2 separate regions of the Bos taurus genome follow, and region 1 is linked to region 2. The links are chromatin contacts, called in public Hi-C maps. All regions are on one chromosome and are shown on one strand. Each heading gives the region's core, a stretch centred on a gene start, on an enhancer-like site or on the middle of the called end of the contact. The rest is flanking DNA. Distances are from core to core; before and after follow the strand shown.

Region 1 (6,582 bases), core at 3,936-6,435, 62 kb before region 2:
GCACTGGGTCTTCATTGTGGTACGTGGGCTTTCTCTAGTTGTGACAAGCGTGGGCTTCTTTGCACTTCTGTAGTTGTGGCACGAGGGCTTAGCTGTAGCATGTGGGATCTTGGTTCCCAAATCAGAGACTGAACCCACATCGCCACACTGGAAGGTGGATTCTTTACCACTGGAGCACCAGGGACGTCCCCTCCAAAAGCCAGAGTGAAGATGCTCTGGTCCCTCCATCATTAGCATTTTGAAGAACCACTGGTGGAGCAGGAACAGGACAGCTCAGATGGAACTTGAACCTTCCTGCTAGTTCAAACCCCAGCTTGTCTCCGACTCCTGGGGCTTCTGGTAGCACTTTCCCTTTCCCATCAGCCTGGTATGCAGACTCACCAACATCTCCCCCACCAGCTGGCTGGGAAAGAAAACCGCGATGCCTCTTTGGGTTTGGAGGGTATTATTACCAACAGACACAGAGAAAGTGATGCTGTAATTGAAACTAACAAACATAAAAAAAACAAAGCATTCTCAGAATTCTTTAAAAGTTCTACTGCTGTCACCCTTGGCTATTCCTGGATCCTCGGTGGGGCGGTGTCCTTGACCTCTTGGCCCTTCCTTCTTCGCCACCTGCTCGGTCATATGCCCTGAGCACCCTGTGGCCAGGCATTGTTTTGTTGTTAAGGGTACAAAAAAAGCTAAGGATGGGTCTCTGCCCATCTTATGGCGGAAAAGGGAGACAGACAAGTACAAGTCATGGGGCTTGGGCGGGAGAGGTGCCACAGTAGGCATGGCAAAGAAAGAAAGTGAAAGCGTGACTCTTTGTGTCGGACTCTTTGTGACGCCATGGACTGTAGCCCACCGGGTTCCTCTGTCCATGGAATTCTGCAGGCAAGAATACTGGAGTGGGTTGCCATTTTCTTCTCCAGGGGCTCTTCCCAGCCCAGGGATTGAACTCGGGTCTCCCACATTGCAGGCAGACTCTTTACTGACTGAACCACCAGAGAAGACCGAGGCATTTCAAGAGAGTCTCTAAAGAAAGTCTTGTCAAATACCATGTGATACCGCTTATATGTGGAATCTAAGAAAAGGCTACACATGAACTTATTTACAAAACAGAAATAGAGTTATAGATGTATTGACAGAAAACAAACTTGTTACTGGGAGGTAGGGGGAGAGGAGGCGTAAATTGAAAGATTGGGATTGACACATATGAAATAGATAACTAATAAGGACCTAGTATATAGCACAGGGAACTTTGCTTAATACTGTGCAATGACTTCCAGGGGAAAAGACTACACTCCAACACATTTTTTTTTAAAAGTCGTTTCACCAACTTATGGTTGCCCAGTGCAGGGGCGGGGAAGAGATAGTTAGGGACTTTGGGAAGGCCATGTACACACTGTTATATTTTAAATGGATAACCAACAAGGTCCTACTGTGCGGTACATGGAACTCTGCTCAGGGTTACATGGCAACCTGGATGGGAGAGGAATTTGAGGGAGAAAGGATACATGTATATGTATGGCTCAGTCCCTTAGCTGTTCACCTGAAACTTTCACAACATTGTTTGTTAATCAGCTATACCCCAATACAAAATTAAAAGTTTAAAAACAAAAGTCATTTCGAATGCTCCTCAATGCTCCCCTCCCTCTGTCATTCCAGAAGCATCCAGCACCCCCGCTCCATCTCCAGCTGTGTCCCACCTCCTCTCTGTCCCTCCCCTTCCATGATCCAGGCAACCTCCTCCCTGGAGCTCCCTGCTCCTCCTCCCAGCCCCACAGATCCAAGTGGTATTCACCCACCACCCACCGAACATCCCAACGGCTGTCTGCTTAGTCAGCACCTGATAAAATTTGTTCAATAAAAAGAAACATTTCCAACCAAATTAAAAATAATCCCAGCAGAGGTTTTGAATATTAAATCTTCCTTATAGAACATAAACCCTACAAATATTGGAGTTTGTTCTTGGCACAAGTGGTGAGTCACACAACCGATCAAGTTCTCTCTCAGGTAATTATAACATTTATTTATCTAGAACCCAGACTCCTCACTCTGAGTTTCCTATTTGCCAGATAGAATTCAATCCCCCGTTCGATGCTTGCCCAGAAGCTGTCTGATTGTTATTTTCAGCAACGGGCTTAAGTGCCAGCTGTTCAGGCAGTGTTTGGTGCAAGCACCCTTGGGTTCGTTTCATCTTTCCACTGCTGCTCAGAATTCCCTTTGAGAACTCTAAGTGTCAACAGGCACGATCATTATCTGAGTCACCTGATACGATACAAGAAGAGATGTCACACGAGCTGCCAAACAGGACACATTATTGCCAGGCTGTGTGCCCTGAGGGAGGCGACCAGGGCAATCCAAGCAGATGGTCTATGAGCTCTGACAGCCAAAAGCTTTCACAGGGGCATCAAAGTCACGAGTGAGCTGAATCTTCAGCACCGATCAAGGAAACACCAGCCGCCCTCTTTGCTGAGAGGAGAAGAAAGAATTAGCCCTTCTCTGGGCCTGAAGTGGACTTGAACTTGTCCAAGGATACTGAAAGCTTGGGGCAGCTGCCCAGAATGCGGCCATATCCCTGCTCAGAGAGCTGCAAGGGGAAGGGCTAAGATGGCAATGAGCCCACTCTCCTCCTTATTGGAAGGGTCCTGGGCCATCCCAGATGTGCCCACTTGCCAAGCTGTTTCCATTGTAAAGCAGGAGGTGGTGGAGCCCGTCACTCAGAAGTATGGCCTCTACCTGCCCTTATCCCAAAGAGCTGCACCACCAGGACCTCATGGGCTCCTCTCCCTTGGCTCCCCTCCACCCTTGGAAGAAGGCAGCCTCAGTCAAGCTGCAGACCTCAGGGGGATAAAGTTGAAGGGTCAGTAAAGAGAAAGTCAGAGAAAACACAGATGCCGCCAAGGCCTCAGGACACACTCCAAATGTCTCCAAACGCAAAGATCTCTGAATGATCTCTGAAAGGCCAGGCCACGAGTCTTTCTGTGTGTTTGTCACTGTCCCATTCCCCTTGTCTTACCCTGGCACCCACTCTCCCTCTGTCCTCGGCCGTCCCTCAAGGGACCCATCCCTGGCAAACCTGTGAGCTGCTCAGCCCCCTAAGTGGTCTCAGCACCTCCAAAGACCCCCATCCTGGGTGAGAAAGAATTCCCCCCAACGCAGGCCCAGTTCAGCGCTTATGTTGGCCAATTCTGGCCTTGCACTTCCTTCCCTACAGTCGTCTTCCCTCTGGGGTAGGGGTAGGGGAAGGGGAGGGTAAAGGTGATGATCTCTAAGGCTCCAAGCTCTTAGGCATTATTCGTGTCCTTTCCCATGGAGGGGATTGGGAAGGGATGTCCATATCCAGAGGTTATAATTCGCTCAATCTTTCACTGAAATTTGTTCACCTAATTTCCTTGGTGGCTCAGTTGGTAAAGATTCAGCCTAGGATTCAGGAGACACCGGGTTTGATCCCTGGGTTGGGAAGATCCCCTGGAAAAAGAAATGGTAACCCACGCCCGCGTTCTTGCCTGGGAAATCTCATGGACAGAGGACCCTAGCGAGCTACAGACCGTGGAGTCGCAAGAGGCGGACACGAATTAGCAGCTAAATCATCATCCACATTGTTCTGACTGAGGCCTCGAGGGCCTAGTTATACTGGAGGCCACCTGACCCTTGGTGATGGACAGGGAGGCCTGGCGTGCTGCGATTCATGGGGTCGCAAAGAGTCGGACACAACTGAGCAACTGAACTGAACTGAAGACTCATTCAGTTTCCAAAGGCCCCGCCCCCTAGTTTCTCAGTTTTCCAGTTGAGCAACGCCCACAGTTCTCAGTTACTCGCCAGGCAGAGATGACTGACACAAACTCTGTCCAATGAAGAGCCGAGATTTCAGGTCCCAGGTCACTACTTCCTCTCAGGTGTTCTGATAGAAGTTGGTTCCTTCCCGTGGGCGTCTTAGCATCCCCAAGACCCAACAGGGAAGCTGCCCCAAGGCCCAGAAGATGGGACCAGGCGACCTGATTTAGAGCTCAGGAAAGGAACAGGGTCCTGCGTGCAAAGCATCTCTGCCAAGGCTATATCTACGTGTGGCCTCTGCCATCTCCGCATTTTGTATCGGCTTTGCATGCCTCTGTCCCAGTTTATATTTGACCTTCACTTTGCTCCTTGGCGAAGTTCCTCAGCAATTCCACCTGCCCTTGGCCCATCTAAGGGAAAAGGAATTTTGTCTTCACGGAGGGCAGATGCAATTGGAGGCCTTCATGGCGCCAGAGACTCAAGCAGCCGACTGGACTGAAACATTAATACTTAAGTCTGAATGACAACCGAGGACAGCTGGAGGGACACCTGGCGTCTCTCTTCCTTATGAACAGAACAGTCTCACAGCTCTCTATGCCCTCTCCAAATTTCAGGGCTCTAAGCTGTTGGCCTGAACATCTGGGAGGAAAATGGGGAAAGAAGAAGGAAGAAGTTGGGCCAGCCCCAGAGGAAGTCGTTAACGTAGGGTCGAGGCATCCCAGTTCGGGTGTTCACGGGAGTCCATGACACCTCTTTGCCCCACCCTCTTGTCTCCCTATGTTATGCTTAGTTGCTTAGTCGTGTCCAACTCTGCGACCCCATGGACAACAGCTCGCCAGGCTCCTCTGTCCATGGGGATTCTCCAAGCAAGAATACTGGAGTGGGTTGCTCTGCCCTCCTCCAGGGGATGTTCCCCACCCAGGAATCAAAGCCAGGTCTCCTGCATTGCAATTGGGTTCTTTACCAACTGAGCCACCAGGGAAGGCCTAGGAGTTGCTTCCCTGCTGCTGCTGCTGCTGCTGCTAAGTTGCTTCAGTCGTGTCCGACTCTGTGCGACCCCATAGATGGCAGCCCACCGGCTCCCCCGTCCCTGGGATTCTGCAGACAAGAACACTGGAGTGGGTTGCCATTTCCTTCTCCAGTGCATGAAAGTGAAAAGTGAAAGTGAAGTCGCTCAGTCGTGTCTGACTCCTAGCGACCCCATGGACTGCAGCGCACCAGGCTCCTCCGTCCATGGGATTTTCCAGGCAAGAGTACTGGAGTGGGGTGCCATTGCCTTCTCCGGTTGTTTCCCTAGGAGGAACTAAATGTACTTGAACGGGATCTTTGACCACAGCGGGTCCACCAGGTGGCAGTGCTTCCCGGGCGCAGACCGGACAGGGCCTGCAGTGTAAGAGAGCGGCCACCAGAGGGCAACACAGGGACTAACGGCTAAAGCACGCTGCTGGTTGCCTAGTAACTGTGACGCAACGGGCTCCCAGTTTGCACCCTCCTCAAGGCCTCCCAGGTTATTTCTGGCCTAACAAAGACTGTTGCACAAGGAGTGGCCTCAGGAGTCCCAGAATTGCCTCTCCTTTAAGCCTGGAGAATCTAAAATGGTCCAGGGACCCCAAATCCAGCTCCACCCTGGCGTCTAGGGGACTGGGCAGCTACTGTCCCTGCTCTTCGGAATGTCAAGGATGACGAAAAGAAAAACATTTTCCATTCCCCTCAGTAGCTCCACAGTCATTGGGACGCTCTGGTTTCCCTAGAGGCTAAAGCAGAGCAACCTGCTCTCTCTCCCCTCTCCCTCCCTCCCCTTCTAAACTGGGGCTGCATTAATGGCAAATGACCTTAAGCCAGACCTTGAGCCTCCAGCAGCTGAACTGTACTTCAGAGGAGTAGGGGGTGGGGTTGGGGGTGGGTGATAAGGCCCATCTCTGACCTTCTATGGTCTCCATTCTCTCCATTTCCCCCAAGAATTCTGTCCTTGCCTCAAAACTCTCCCTGATTTTGATGACCCTGAAAACAGAATTCTTCCAATTCCAGATGGTAAGCATGACCCGAGAAACCAGAGAGGGAACAAGAAAGTGAAGCAGACACAAGACAAGGAGTGTGGTTATAATGAGCTCAAAGCCTGTGCCGGTCTGGTCTGTGAAAGGACCTGGGTGAGACGAGGTCAGCGCCAAGGGTAGAGTCAGGGGGTCCTTCTGGTCGAGGCAACGGTAGTGGTTCCAGGCACGTCTCTGGGTCATGAGCAGCCAGCTGGCCCTGGGGTTGGGCTCTGACTGGGGCCCAGGTGTTGATCACTAAGGTGTCAGGGTCTCCCAGCGGCGCCGTGGTGGAGGATCACACGGGCATATGAAGTTCGTTGTACTCGTCCTGGCCATCTTCATCAAAGTTTGGTTCAGCATCTTCAGAGTCCAGCTGTAGAAGGGAGTAGAAAGTTGGGAAAGGCAGGGGAAGTGGGCTTGCCGCCTCCCATTCATCAGCTCCTCCTCTGGATGGCAGCCCTCACTGCCCCAGACCTTTAGGGACCATGGCCCCAGGCTGAAGCACCTCCCTCTGGCCAAAAGCTTCAGGTCACCCTCTAGTGACGCCTCCTAATGATGATGATAGGAGCCACCACACTGAAAAACTTTCTTGGTGCTCCGAGCTCCTGGGGTGCCTTTGTACACCATGTGTGAATGGACAGTTTTCAAAAAGATGTCCCTTCCTCTAGCTCAGAGGATCCCAGCCTGGGCCAGTTTCACAGAAGACAGGTTTTCCACAGAAAGGATGGGGGTGGTGGGTAGAGATGGTTTCGGGGTGATTCAAGCACATTGCATGTATTGTGCACAG
Region 2 (6,141 bases), core at 636-3,135:
GCCCCGTGGACTGCAGCACACTAGGCCTCCCTGTCCATCACCAATTTCTGGAGTTTACTCAAATTCATGTCCATTGGATCGGTGATACCATCCAACCATCTCATCCTCTGTCGTCCCCTTCTCCTCCCGCCTTCAATCTTTCCCAGCATCAGGGTCTTTTCAAATGAATCAGTTCTTCGCATCAGGTAGCCAAAGTATTGGAATTTCAGCTTCAGCATCAGTCCTTCCAATGAATATTCAGGACTGATTTCCTTTAGGAAAATCCCCATGTGTTACTTCAGCATTAAAAGACTTCAAAAATGCCAGCCACTGCCAACTTCTCTCTGAAGTGGTTTTACCAATTAATATTCCCATCAGTGATGTGTAAGATGCCCTGCACTCTCTCCCTTCACCATTGCTTAGACTTGTTAGTTTCTATTTAAATTTTTACCTGATACTATGAAATGGTACCTTGAATGCTATGTACACAGGCATTTGTTATATTACTCATGTCAGAAATACTGCATGAGAAACCCTTTAAAATAATTCCACTCTATAAAGGTTAACACCAAGAAGGAGGAGGAAGGGGATGGGGCAGAGGAGAAAGGATTCAGCTCAGAATCAAGGACAGTGCTTTCTAAGAAAATGCAGTTGGCATACTTACCCTGACAAGTATATAGACTGCATCAAACAGTCACGAACCAGCAGGAGTTAAAGAACTAGCAATTGGGGCTGTACTGTTATGTGGAACATCTCACTATAAACCTCACAACAACTGACCCATTTTGCAGATGAGAAGTGTTAGTCGCTCAGTCATGTCTGACTCTTTGTGACCCCATCTACCAGCCTCTTCTGTCCATGGGATTCTCCAGGCAAGAATACTGGAGTGGGTTGCCATTCCCTTCTGCAGGGGACCTTCCCAACCCAGGGATTGAACCTGGGTCTCCCACATTGCAGACAAATGTTTAACCATCTGAGCCAGATGAAAAGCCCTTAAACTAAGTGCCCAGGCTGGGATTCTGCCTGATCCTAAAGCCACATTCACTGTGCTGCCTGGGGCCCGAAGCACAGGGAGGCAGAGCATCCTCTCTGAGAGAAAAGTGAGCCAGGTTACAAAAAGGTCCAGCCAGTGGAGGGCTTTACTCACTGAGTCAGTGCAACTGACTGGGGAGATGAGAAGAGAATTCAAGGGAAGGTAGGTTAATTTCCCAACTAACTGTTCTCCCGCATCCCTGATATCTTCTCAAGTCTCAGCTGTCTGAGGCTAAAGAAACAATGTTTGGAGCAGGGTGCAAAAGCAAAGGTAGGAGGAAAGATGGCAGGAAGGGGCACACGCCCGGATCTCTCTGTCCCTAGACACCCTCGGCCTCCCAGACGACTATCTCGCAAATGGCTCCTATGAACCGGGCACTCTGGATATACCATCTCACTCGATCCTGAAATGTAGGCGTTATGGCACTTTTCACAGATGAGGAGACAAGAGGCTCAGGAAGGTTTAGTAACTGGTCCATTATTGCAAAGTCAGCTGAGTGTCAGGTCTGGGATTCAACCCAACCTGCCTAGCTCCCGAACCCAGGCTACACCACACTCTTTGTCAGAGTCAAGGTGCCAGTACCCCACCCTCATTACCTGCAGCCGGAAAAAGGATGGCCTGGGAGACATCTTGGTCCTCGGGCTCAGAGCCCCTGCGCATGAAGCCCCCCACGGCATGCCTCCGGTGCAGACGCCTGACTCCAGGATCTCCACCTTCCCCAGTCACCGGTGGGGGCCCCAAGGCATCCAGAAACAGGGCCCTCACCTTGGCCAGGACAAGTTCCCGGTCCAGCTCCAGCCCATGACAGCCATGCCCGCCCTGAGGGGCCAGCAGCAAGAGGAGCAGCTGAAGCCACATAGCTCCCCTGGCCCTGCCCACTGGGAACCCACACCCTGCCCTGTGCCCCTTCTGCCAGGGTCTGCCCAGGGCCTCCCCACTCCACCCTCCCCATCCCACCACCGCCCTCTTCTACCCTTCTCACCCCAGTCTTCCCCAGCCCTTCCCACGCCCCGCAGTCGAGTTGCCCCTGCCCATGGCATTGAGACCTCCTATCTCTGACGCAGATGTCTGTGGCCCTGAGCCTTATCTCCCACTCCCGCCAGGAATGTGGGGGAGGGGCTGGAGAGGGCTTTCACCCCAAGTGACCTAAACCACACATACAAACCCTCGCTCTCCACACACACAGAGTCACACAGTGTCACAACCCAGCACAGAGGTGACACCAGATGGGACAGGAGCCTGTTAACTGGGGGTCTGCCAGGTCTAAAAAGCGTTATTTGTCAGGGAGACAGAGCAAGCCAGCCCCTCGAACCTCCTGGGGCCCTTTTCAACCCAGCAGCTGCTGGGCCAGTCCTAGGGGGAAGGGCCGGGGCGGGGGCTAGAACTGGGGTTAGGGCGGGGGGCAGGGGTCCCGCCTGCTCTAAACTTAGCCTGGAGGAGCTGGTCTGGGCTCTTGTTCTCCAGCTGTGTCATCAGAGAATATTTTTGGGATTGGCAGCTGCAGGCTTCTCTGTCACTCAGGCCCGATTCTGGCGGACTGCTGGGGACCTGGCGGCTGGAGGTGGGAGGGAGGAGGGGAAAGAGGCCCTGGCTGTGGGAGGGGGCTGGGAAGGCCGGCTCTCCGGAGCAGGAAGCCAGGCCGCAGGCAGGGGAGGCTGCGGGGCCCCTTGCTGGAGAGGCAAACAGGAAGGACTCCCCCCTGAGCCCTGGGCCCCCGGCCCGGGAATCGCCGCCGCAGCCGCAGAGCAGCAGCTCCGGGCGGAGGGTAAGGAGGCGAGCCGGGAGCGGGCGGACAGCAGAGAGCCCCGCGGGTCCCGGAGCCCAGTCCCCGGACGCGCCCCGCCTCCCGGGCTCCCGCCGCCGCTCCCGGCCTGCCCTTGCGCCGCCACGATGAAGGCGGGCTCGGGGGATCAGGGGAGCCCCCCGTGCTTCCTGCGCTTCCCGCGGCCCGTGCGGGTGGTAAGTGGCGCGGAGGCCGAGCTCAAGTGCGTGGTGCTGGGGGAGCCGCCGCCCACTGTCGTGTGGGAGAAGGGCGGGCAGCAGCTGGCGGCCTCCGATCGCCTGAGCTTCCCGGTGGACGGCGCCGAGCACTGCCTGCTGCTGAGCGGGGCGCTGCCCACCGACGCTGGGGTCTACGTGTGCCGCGCCCGCAACTCGGCCGGAGAGGCCTACGCGGCAGCTGCCGTCACCGTGCTGGAGCCGCCGGCCCACGAGCCCGAGCCCCAGCTCGCCGAGCGCCCGCTGCCGCCGCCCGGAGCCGGAGAGGGCGCCCCGGTGTTCCTGACGGGGCCCCGGTCCCAGTGGGTGCTGCGGGGGGCGGAGGTGGTGCTGGAGTGCCAGGTGGGGGGCCTCCCCGCGCCCACGCTCTACTGGGAGAAGGATGGGATGGCGCTGGACGAAGTGTGGGACAGCAGCCACTTCTCCCTCGAGCCGGGCCGCGCGGGCGCGGGCGCGGGCGCGAGCCTGGCGCTTCGCATCCTGGCGGCTCGGCTGCCCGACTCGGGCGTCTACGTGTGCCACGCCCGCAATGCCCACGGCCACGCGCGGGCCGGGGCGCTGCTGCAGGTGCAGCAGACCCCCGAGAGCCCGCCCGAGGACCCCGACGAGGCCCCCACGCCCGTGGTGGAGCCGCTTAAGTGCGCGCCCAAGACCTTCTGGGTGAACGAGGGCAAGCACGCAAAGTTCCGCTGCTACGTGATGGGCAAGCCGGAGCCAGAAATTGAATGGCACTGGGAGGGCCGCCCGCTGCTCCCCGATCGCCGCCGCCTCATGTACCGCGACCGAGACGGCGGCTTTGTGCTCAAGGTGCTGTACTGCCAGGCCAAGGACCGTGGGCTCTACGTGTGCGCCGCGCGCAATTCGGCGGGCCAGACGCTCAGTGCGGTGCAGCTGCACGTGAAAGGTACCACGGCGCCCCCGGGCGGCCGGGGCCAGGGGCGGCCGGGGCGAGGGGCCTCCAGCGCCCTCCCTGACCCCACTAACTCCAGCCCCACTCAGTGCCTAGAAGACAGCGAGGAGTAAGGGAGGCTGAATATTAAAATGCCATTTCCCACCTCCCTCCCTCCCATCCCCCAGGGATTCGCGTTTAGTACGTCTCCAAGGTATGCTCCAGGAACTTCTTAGCAAGCTCTCCAAATGATTCTGAGGCAGATGGTGGAAAACCACTCTTCCATAAAGGCCTTTAAGGAATGACTGAATGACCCAAAGGGACCTACAACTCTTGTAGTTCAGTGTTTTTCAGCCTCTTTGTTCTCTCACCACCCATTCCCCAATGGGGTTTTGTTATCTCACCACCCATTCCCCAGTGGAAACCCCATTGGGGCCCCAGTGTATTATATAAAAGAATCATTTTATGGGTGTAAATTTCTAAATCCAAATTTGTAACATATATTTATGAAGTCAGTCAATGAGAACAAGGGATCTGTCTTATTAAGCACACACATTTTAACCATTCATAACTGGGTCTAGCTTTTGAGCCCCATGGGGAAAGCGTAGCTTCAGGTGTCACACTGACAAACTCCCGATTCACACCAAAGGGAGAAAACTTGAGGGCAAAAAAAATGCCCCCCAATTTTTGACTATTCTGTCATTAGACTGCTCTCCGGGTTTGCAAGAAGAAGAAAGTGAAGGAGAGGAAATTTATATTTCAAAGTTGAGCCCCCAATGGTATTTAATAAACACTACATTGCTCATAACTAGAAAAGTCAGGGGTGAAAAACACGCCAAATTCACATTGGAAGTTAAAGCTGCCCATAATAGGAGTTCATCGCAACTCACGGCATAATACCTTCACTAGTTATTACCCAACTCTTTCCCTCAGAGAAAAATAGTTGGCAAATCTCCCGAGTCTGTCCTGGCACGCAGTCAAGCATGTGGCACCTGTACCACGGCTGGTGGCCTCTTGGGTACAGTTTGATGTGCACAAACCAGCCAGGCGGAGCTGAACTCTCACCCCCTGAGGACAGAAAAGTCCAGGACGAAGGCCGAGATTCCCAGAGCCAAGTGACAAGGCGGCCGTTCCCCTAGCAGCCCAAGTGACCCCACTGGCCGTTTCTGTCATCATGCTTTCTTTTTGTAAAATTCAGTTTTAAAAGTGGTTGAAGTACTTTCAAAATGAAGTTCAACTCAAACCCTTACAGAATTGTGTGTGGTGCCCATGAGGGGCCCCACAGAACATTTTGAAAATCCCTGATAACAGCCCCAAGCCCTTCTATCCCTTTCTCTGCTTTACAAATAAAGAAACTGCGGCCCAGCATCGTGAAAATGGCCTTGATCAGGGTGATGTGTTAGGGTCAACGAGAATTCGGGTCATCTGACTTCCCTTCTGAGGATTTCTCTGAGTATACAACGCTACTAGCTCTGGGAGAAGAGCAAATGGCCTGAGCTACCATGGGTTTAGGCAGTGGGTGACAGAGGAGGGTCTTTCTCCCGGTCGGGGCCCTCTCCAGAGCCTTCTCTGGTCTCTCTCTTCTCCACAGAGCCCCGCCTCCGCTTCTCTAGGCCGCTGCAGGACGTGGAGGGCCGAGAGCATGGAATTGCGGTGCTGGAGTGTAAAGTCCCCAACTCTCGCATTCCCACTGCCTGGTTCCGCGAGGACCAGCGACTACTGCCCTGCCGCAAGTACGAGCAAATCGAGGAGGGCACGGTCCGCCGCCTCATCATCCACAGGCTGAAGGCGGACGACGACGGCGTCTACCTGTGCGAGATGCGCGGCCGTGTGCGCACCGTGGCCAACGTGACAGTCAAAGGTCGGCTGGCCGGTGGCGGGGATGGGGGAGGCCGAGACAGAGGCAGGCCGGTGCCCAGTCCACGGGCTGATAATCTCCCATCCCTGTCTCAGGGCCCATCCTGAAGCGGCTGCCCCGGAAGCTCGACGTTTTTGAGGGCGAAAACGCGGTGCTGCTGGTGGAGACACGCGAGGCTGGGGTGGAGGGACGCTGGAGTCGCGACGGAGAGGACCTGCCGGCCACCTGTCAGAGCAGCTCAGGCCACATGCACGCCCTGGTCCTTCCAGGGGTCACCCGAGAAGATGCTGGGGAGGTCACCTTCAGTCTGGGCAACTCCCGGACCACCACTCTGCTTAGAGTCAAATGTGAGGGCCCCAAAGCCCCTAGGCAACCTCCTTAAGG

The links. A called contact is a pair of places that touch in the nucleus more often than the background predicts.
Region 1: a Hi-C map of skeletal muscle shows a contact between it and region 2, with 2.1 times the contacts expected there. The contact joins the enhancer-like site here to the promoter of INHA in region 2. A contact is called at or near these places in 2 of 11 Hi-C or Micro-C datasets (blastocyst and skeletal muscle).

What each region holds. Positions count from the first base shown.
Region 1 is chr2:107,562,329-107,568,910 of ARS-UCD2.0, reverse strand. SLC4A3 (solute carrier family 4 member 3) reads right to left here. Exons shown (of 22, transcript NM_001191387.1): 22 at 5,844-6,168. The coding sequence ends at 6,091. Among named protein-coding and RNA genes, the nearest start is that of SLC4A3, 16 kb to the right of the region's middle. Within about 2 kb of position 5,185, at least 27 of the 102 cell types and tissues checked have an H3K27ac peak or open chromatin away from gene starts, as enhancers often do. A contact at or near this core is called in skeletal muscle, where this site is marked.
Region 2 is chr2:107,497,573-107,503,713 of ARS-UCD2.0, reverse strand. It overlaps INHA (inhibin subunit alpha), which reads right to left and starts at 1,885. Exons shown (of 2, transcript NM_174094.4): 1 at 1,609-1,885. The coding sequence starts at 1,870. OBSL1 (obscurin like cytoskeletal adaptor 1) reads left to right here and starts at 2,903. Exons shown (of 21, transcript NM_001075491.2): 1 at 2,903-3,914; 2 at 5,491-5,760; 3 at 5,853-6,104. The coding sequence starts at 2,903.